Linked DNA regions of Oryctolagus cuniculus: region 1 is linked to region 2. The links are chromatin contacts, called in public Hi-C maps. All regions are on one chromosome and are shown on one strand. The core of a region is the stretch at or near the end of the contact, and the rest is flanking DNA. Distances in the headings are between cores, read along the strand shown. Region 1 holds the start of APOO (apolipoprotein O). Region 2 overlaps PHEX (phosphate regulating endopeptidase X-linked).

Region 1 (4,308 bases), core at 1,470-3,969, 2.0 Mb before region 2:
AGTGGGTACTAAATTATTGGATTTCACCTTCGATTCTCTGGTCTTTGAAGCATTACTACAATCTAGGTGCAGCTCTGAATTCTTAAGTCACTGTTTAGTGTTTTCTACTAAACCAGGGCTCTTTATCTTCTCTTTTGGGACCATGGACTCCTATGGACAGATCCATTTGGTAATTATGTTTTAAAAATGCCTAACATAAAATACCTAGGATTACGAAGGGCTCCCCATCATACTGAAATTGTCAAAATATTTTTAAAAAACATTATAGTAGTATGTGTCTTGTTAATGCATCAAAAATGAGACCTAATAACTAGCGTAGTTTTCAAGTAGTATAATGAACACAAATGAGATGTCGGCTCTGCCTGTAATATGAAAATACTTATGCATTGTATTGATGCCTGCACGATTACTAAAGTTCAGTTGCAGGTTACTGACAATGAGGTTGTTTCTCCCCCAGTCAAGTTCACATAGTCCTGAATCAAGAACTCCTGCCCTAACTTAGCACCATGCTTCACCCTTCTGTGTATGTGTGGAGTTACATTACTAATGCAGAGCCATCAGTCCCGTCAGTACTTCTCAGGGATGCGGATGGCTTTACAGCTGGGAGCTGGCCTGGCACTCACAGCTGGGCCTTGGTGTTAACACCAATCAGAACAAAGCCCTGCTTCCTTGAACTACCCCCAAACCACCCACAGCCCAAATGCTATGATAAATCTTCCTAACACTCTCTTACTGAAATGCCCCACTGTTTTTCCAGATGTGCATTTTCCTCGCAGCAATGAGAAACTTACTTCTTCAACCAGAGCTGTGTTCCTTAGGGGTCTTCTGCAGGAGGACAGAGATATGCCACTGCACAAATCTGCAAATTCTCCCCACGCCTGCCTGGCTGTGGTTTCAACTTTCTGTTGGCTTAAGACAGAAACAAAATGAAATATGTAAAACATCCTCATCATGTGACAGTGCAACACCGTAGGCTACAGCACAGGCTTCAAAGGCAGACTTCCAGGGTTTGGATCCTGGCTTCCCACTTTCTGTCTGTGTAACTTTGCACAAATGACTTAACAGCTCTGTGCCTCAGTTTTTTCATCTGTAGATTGGGAGTAATAACTGTGTCCACCTACTTGGGTTGTGTGAAAGAATAGCTGGATGTATGTAAGGAGCTGAAATCAAAGATGTGCACATAACAAGTGCGGTATCAGTGCTTGCTATTCTTTTAAGATAATTATTGTGATGATTTCTTACTTCGGAAACATTAAGGAACATTTAACTTCCAGTGAAGGGCTTATGCTTAAGTATTTATTTTTATTTTTTAGAAGAGTTTTATTTAAGAAATATAAATTTCAAAAGTACAACTGTTGGATTATAGCTGTTTTTCCCCCTAAACCTCCTTCCCACCCGCAAACCATCCCAGCTCCTACTCCCTCTCCCATCCCCTTCTTCATTAAGATTCATTTTTAATTATCTTTATATACAGATCAACTTAGTATATACTAGGTAAAGATTTCAACAGATTGCACCCACACAGACATACAAAGTGTAAAGTACTGTTTGAGTAGTAGTTTTACTGTTAATTCTCATAGTACAACACATTAAGGACAGAGCTCCTACATGGGGAGTAAGTGCACAGTGACTCCTGTTGTTGATTCAACAATTGACTCTCTTGTTTATGGCATCAGTAATCACCTGAGGGTTTTGTCACTGGCCTTATTTATGTGATCCCTTTGACACTTAATCCTATATGATCAATTATGAATTTAAACTGATCACTTTAACTAGTAAGATGGCATTGGTACACGTCACCTTGATGGGATTTGGAGTCCCATGGCACGTTTCTAGCTCTACCATTAGGGATAAGTCCGAGTGAGCATGTGCTGAACTGTACATCTCCTCCCTCTCTTATTCCCACTCTTATATTTAACAGGGATCACTTTTCAGTTAATTTTACACGCCTAAAGCAATTGTGTGTTAATTAAAGAGTCCAACCAATGGTATTAAATAGAAAAAGAAAATACTGCAAATAAAATAGTAATGCTTAAGTATTTTAAAGAGAGAAAAAAGCATCCTTGGCGACTAAACTTAAAGCCTGATAAATGTCTAGCTCCTGGTAAAGACCTAAAAAACAGGCAGCATTGTGACTGCCACGTGGGTGCTGGTTCCAGTCCTGAGGGCTCCATTTCCAATCTGGATCCCAGCTGGTGGCCTGGAAAAGCAGAAGATGGCCCAAGTGTTCGGGCCCCTGCACCTGCGTGGGAGACTCAGCTGAAGCCCCTGGCTCTGGCCTGGGCCATTTCTGGCCTTTGCGGCCATCTGGGTAGAGAACCAGCTGATGGAAGACCTCTCTCTCTCTCTCTCTCTCTCTCTCTCTCTCTCTCTCTCTATCTCTGTAACTCTTTCAAAATAAATAAGTAGATCTTAAAAAACAAAACAAACCCTAAAAACCTTTGAGAGGTAAATCCAGGGCTCCTATCGGCGGCTTCTGGCTGCGAGACTCTGGAAGAAGCTTGAGGCCCGCTGAGCGCCCCCAGCCGGAGGCCTCTGAGGACGGGACTCCCAGCCCACACCTCCGGGCGCCCAATCCTGGAGGCGAAGGCTGACTCCCAGCGCCCAGCGGCGCCCGGCGCCTCCCTCCTCGCGCCTCCCTCCCGGCGCTTCCTCGTGCCGCCCACACTGAGCCGGGGCTTTCTTGCCGCCTAGCAACCACCGGCGCAGGGGCGGAGCGTCACGGAGGGCGGGGCTTGCGTCCGCCCGCCGTCCGGGGCGCTACGCGCTGCCGCTCAGTGACGTCGCTTCCAGTCCAGGGTGGTTGAGCTAAACTTTCGCCTCATCGAGTTGACTATACGTTCGTCACCCGCGCCGCGGCACGCCTGCGGTTGGGTGAAACAAGGCCCTATCGGGCCTCCGTAGTCGGCTTTTTGTGGTAGGCGGGGCCGAGGCCGGGGTGACCCTGCCGGAACCGCCGCTGCCAGCAACATGTTCAAGGTGAGAGCATGGAGTCGGGTCACAGTTGTCATCGCCCCCTCCCGGCCACCGGGAGCCCTCCCCGCGCTCTCGTGGGCCTTTCCGGGGACCGGGCACGGTCCGCCCCAAGGCTTTTCCCGCCTGCAGGCAGGCTGCGTTCCGGCCCCGCGGTCCATTCACTGGTCATCTTGGGGCGAGTGGCTGCCGGGCGGAGGCGTGAGACTCGGGGGCGGGTCGCGACGGCCCTTTTGGGTCGTGCTTCCGTGAATAAAACACTTTGAAAAGTTACGACACTCTCCGCAAAGCACCCACCCCTTCGGCTGGTGCCTTCTCGGGATCGTGGGCAGGGTGAGGCTAGTTCCTGGCGACGTGGGGTTTGCTACTCTGGTTGCCGGGCAGCATCAGATTTCAAGAACCTGGTATGTGGGTGGGGGAGGGTCGCCCTCGGAGTGGCCGCTGCAGGAAGCGGGAGGCTAGTGTGGGAATGGCTGGCTGGGGAGGGAAGCTCCACATCCCAGTGACCATTATCCGTGTTTAAATGGACGTGTTGACTTTCTTAGGATCTATGTGCTTGTGGCCTTTAATAAAAGGACTTTTACAGACAATGAAGACTTTATTTCCAAAAATCCGTATTGTAGCATTAAGCCATTTTTTAAAAATTATTTTTGCAGTCACAAAAAACAAGTCATAGGCTATCAGAAATTAATCTACGAAACTGAGCGTTCAAGAGGCATCATACCCGTAAAGTAGTGCTAATGACATCTTAGAACTGTGCTGCTCGCTTAAGCTTTATTGAGCTCTTGTATGCTTTCAGCACATTAATAAAGACCATAAAATCAGAACATCGGTTCTGCCTGCTAGCCTTGGCCTTGGCCCGTCCTGCTGTGTGACCTTGGACAAGGCATTTAACCTCTCTGCCTGTTTTCCTGTTGGTGACAATCGGGATGATAGCATCTGCCTCATAGGTAGTCGTAGGAGGAAGTAGTTGTGCGTAAGACGCTTGAGAGAGGTCTTGGCATGTAGACATGCCTCTGGTTTGTTTTCGGCGAGCTCACGGTTTAGTCAGCAGGACGAATCCCATAAGCAACTTCCATTCATTTGACAAGTTGAGGTTAAACACCTATTATGTGCTAGCAGCTCAGCTTGGCTTTAGGCTTACGATGAAGCCTATGCTGTGACCAGTTCAGCTGCATGGGTACCAGCTATATACTGTGGTCGTAAAAAAGGGGAGCAGGATCTTTTTGGCTTAGCCAGGAGTTTCTAACCTGGGGTCCTCAGTCCTTCAAAGGGTCTGTATATAGGGGGGCCCCTGGATTCTGATGGGGGAAAAACTTATTTTCACCCCATCTT
Region 2 (3,962 bases), core at 1,052-3,551:
AGATTGGCTTTGGTGTTCAAAATATCACAAAGGCAATACTGAACTGGCTCAAACCCAGAAAATCCCAGATCCACAGAGAAAAGCAACCACCCTACCATCTCGTCCCCAGCAGGGATGGCTCACTGCTGCACACGCCTGGGGCGATGGGGGACACACAGGCAGAGCTGCACCTGCAGCAGCTGAGAGTAACAGGCTCCCAGGCCCACCCACTTCCCTTCCCCACCTTCCTAACCAAGAGCAAACCCCAGTGAATGACACAGACATGCGAACTGAGCCTCACTCCCTCAGCCACCCTGGCACCAGCTGCTCCAGCCAAAGCCTCCTCATCCCACAGGACAGTTGTCTGGTAACAGGTGTGGACAGCTTGGAGCACCCATTTCCTGCTCCGGGAGCTCTGCTAGGTACTGCAGGTGCAATGACTCCTTTAGTCCTCGGGTCACTGAGGTAGGCACACATCTCCCCATGTGCAGATGCAGAAACTCAGGGTGAGAGACATCCAGAAATCCCCCAAAGGGTCACACAGCTAATAAGGCGTGCACGTTGGCTGGACCCTAGGCAGGCTGTCTCTAGTGTGTCTTCCTAACCTGTGTGTTTGACACCCTGTTCAAGCCAGTGAGAGAAAGACGACACCAGTATAATGAAGTCCATTCCCTTGGTCTGTGTGTGTGCAAAAGAGACTGAGAGACACAGAGGCAGGGAGATGGGGCCCGAGAGTGGGTGCAAGCTCAGGACGGGCACGTGGGAGCTGGAGGGGGCGGTCTCCATGCTGTTTTGTGCCCTAGTGTCTCTGGCAAGCCCAGGGGTGGATTCAGGCAGCAGGGTGATTGCATTCTTGAGCAGTGATGCAGATACACGGGCCCTGTAATGGGGAAGGGCAGCCGACTGTATGACAACAGCCCTTTCTTCTGCACAACCATTTCAGATGAATGCGCACAGTGCAGCAGAAGTGCGAAGGACAGTTGGACGCCGAGTTGTTGAGACTGGCGGGTGAGGAAGCACGGATCGTGCCTGGAGATGGACAGGGGAAGAGAGGAAAGGGCAGATGGGTGCCTCCATGTAGCCTCCTGGGCCTCCTCCCTCAGCTCCTGAGTCTGCAGCACCTTAACCAACACTTCTCCCAAGGTCCCTGCATCCCTGCACTCCTGTGCTGTGCCAGGAGGGTGAGGCCCTGCAGAAAAGCGATCGCCACTGAGCACGCCTGAACCCCACCCCTGGCACTTCGTGTTGGAAATACCTGCAATGGAGTTTGCGGAAGTAAGGCCAGCATGCAGACACAGCACGCCGCACTGTGGCTTAAAGGCGAGGAAGCCCGGGCAAAACACATGCTCCAGGGGTGAGAGTGAGGAGAAGCGGCTCAAGCCCACCTGGGGAAGCTCTGGGGGCCCAGTGAGACACAGCCTGCAGGCACGAGGGCGCTGGGACAGGGCCACCTCAACTCCCACCCACTGTCCACTGAGGGAGGCTGCGGGAGGCGTGCTAAGAACCTCACACGTCAGGCCCTTGGTGTGGGTGGCAAAGCAGGATCTACAGGAGAGAGAAAGCTCTTAGGCACACTGTAGGAGCCTGCATCTGGAAAGCACACAGGCGGCCAGTGAGGCGGGAAGGAACGCAGGCCCCAGCCCCGGAGCACAGATGATAGGGTGAGGCTGAGAATTTGTACCTCTAACAAGTTCCCTGCTGGCTGATCTCACCTTGAGAAGCACCCCTTGAGAACCTCTGGGCTCAGGATGTGCTCAGTGCAGGTAGCAAGTGCATACCGGGGGAAATCCAATACTCAGCACAGAGCTTACAGCCAAAGTCAAAGAGGCGAGCTACACCTCGCTCTTCTCCACTTCTCCCACCTCCCTCAAAGCCTATGCATGGCAGTCACAGACCTGTGGAGTTGGCACCGTGCGCAGAGTGCTGTGCCCCTGCTGTGGCCAAGGTGAAGGTCACTCCCTTAAGCTTCCTTAGGCTGCTACCTTCCTGTGAGTTTCAGCCTGGTATTTTTCTCTACGTGTGTCCTAACACTCTTAGGTCTTAGGTGCAAAGAGCACAGATAAATATTGCAGAAGGGAGGAAGCCTTTGGCTACGAAATTGAATCCAGCTGGAGATGAGCTGAGCCCAGGAAGCTTCTCCTCCCTATCTGACCCAGAGCTGGCCAGGGTGGCTGAGGTGGTGCCGAGTCCCTCTCCTGCCAGACCTCGGAATCACAGCGTAGTGACCTTGAGATCCTCCTCTGCTGCTCCGCCAAGGGCAAATCCTCCTGAAGACACCCCTCAAAACATGCTAGCATCGCCTAACACTCACTCAATAGCTATGACAACGGGAAAAAATAGCAGGCCTCCTGTCCTTTGCTGCTTGTTTACACTGAGAGCACATTCTTGCTGGGCTCACAGAGCCCTAAACAGAAACTGGTGTTTATTTCACGATACCACATTTCCACTGGAAACATCCATCACCGGTTTCACAACACAACGGCCACCCATGGCCTCTTAAGCGATAAGGACAGGGAGCAGGAAAGGGCAGAGACGCAGGGAACAAATTTACTCTCACTGAAGCAGTGATCACCCCCAGAGAGGAGCATGATTAAACTACACGCACACGCTCCCATATGGAGATGTGGTCACACTGCCACAAAAGCCCAGGCGTCAGGCCTCAGACCACTGCGGGGACCAAGACCTGCCCAGTCCAAGAGGCGGGTCGCATGCAACACCAAGGTCGACGGCTCTTAGGAGGCACTTCAATTAGCTGCAGGCCAGGGCTCCACGGTGAGGGAAAGCAAAGCTTCTGCCTGCCACAAAGCGGAACATTTTCCCAGCTTTCCCAGTGGGTTGCCAAGTGACTCAGCACTGGCCCACTGTGGGCACTATTATTGATGAGAAATCTTCCGCCTGCGTGATATACTGCATGCAACACATGCCCAAAGACAGTGCCAAGTCATACCAGGAAGAGAAAGCGAATTATTCACCTCCACTTCAAATGCGAGCAAATCCTTTCTTAATGCAGGGGCTACTCAGTATCAGAAACACAAAGCCCTGAGATGGTTAGAGATTTCCATGTAAGACCCAAGGCATTATAAAGCAGAGCCTCGCCTTTCTTGTTGACTATTAAAAGGCAATCAAATTGAGGACAGCAGAGAAAAAAGGGCAAGAAAAAAATAAATTTTCAAAAACAACCTCAGCGCAGAAGGCTGCAGACAAGCCTTCCGCTTGCAGGGTTCTTTGTGAGTACTACGAGCTCCACCCAGAGGTTACTTCCAGAACTGCAGGTTCATTTAATTTAGAGAAAATCTGCATCTTCCAGGGGCCAGGACCAGACCGGCCTCACAGACTGCTGGAAATTCTTGGGCAACATCCCTCTTTCTTGCCTTTCATTAAAGGAACCTCTCTGAACTCCGTAATACAAGATACACTCAGGGAAGTTGGTGAGATCCAGTAGGACAATTGCCTTTGATATATGTACCTGTCGAGGAACTAGGAAAGCTCCTGGCAGGTCGAACTCAGCTCAAAGCAAGCAGCATGTTCAAAGAGTACTTTTAGAAGAAAAACTGACAGTGCTCATTGAAATAAAATAGAAGACTGGAGAGCAACTCAGAGAGCAAACAGGAACACGTCTAATATTAGAAGGATTGAGAGGAGCCTCCCACAAGAAGGACCCACGGGGCCCATGGACCAACAGGAAAGCACCCACTCACTTGTGCAGCTCACAAGATTGCCCTGGGGCTGTCTCAATCCAGTCTTCTCAGAGAACTAACTGCAGCTCCCTGAACACTACTTTGGTAGCCATGCATTTGCCACACACACACACACACTCGCCCCTACCCTCCACACTGGTGGCCCTGTGCTAATTCATCCACATAGCCCTGCAACCCTTGAGGGGTTAGGCTAAGAGGAAGGCCCCTGATACGCTGAGTGTCTGCCTTCCTAGTGCACAACACACTGTTCCAGATAGCACAGGCTAGCTCGGCACATCACTGAAG

Evidence for each region. Hi-C and Micro-C count contacts between places; a contact is called where the count stands out from the background.
Region 1: a Hi-C map of an unstated tissue shows a contact between it and region 2, with 6 times the contacts expected there. The contact joins the promoter of APOO here to the enhancer-like site in region 2. A contact is called at or near these places in 2 of 6 Hi-C or Micro-C datasets (skin fibroblasts and an unstated tissue).

What each region holds. Positions count from the first base shown.
Region 1 is chrX:10,139,796-10,144,103 of mOryCun1.1, reverse strand. It overlaps APOO (apolipoprotein O), which reads left to right and starts at 2,719. Exons shown (of 8, transcript XM_051827635.2): 1 at 2,719-2,979. The coding sequence starts at 2,971. It overlaps CXHXorf58 (chromosome X CXorf58 homolog), which reads right to left and starts at 2,713. Exons shown (of 9, transcript XM_008272453.4): 1 at 2,440-2,713; 2 at 792-909.
Region 2 is chrX:8,163,475-8,167,436 of mOryCun1.1, reverse strand. All of the region lies in intron 12 of PHEX (phosphate regulating endopeptidase X-linked), which reads right to left. Among named protein-coding and RNA genes, the nearest start is that of PHEX, 96 kb to the right of the region's middle. Within about 2 kb of position 2,301, at least 1 of the 8 cell types and tissues checked has an H3K27ac peak or open chromatin away from gene starts, as enhancers often do.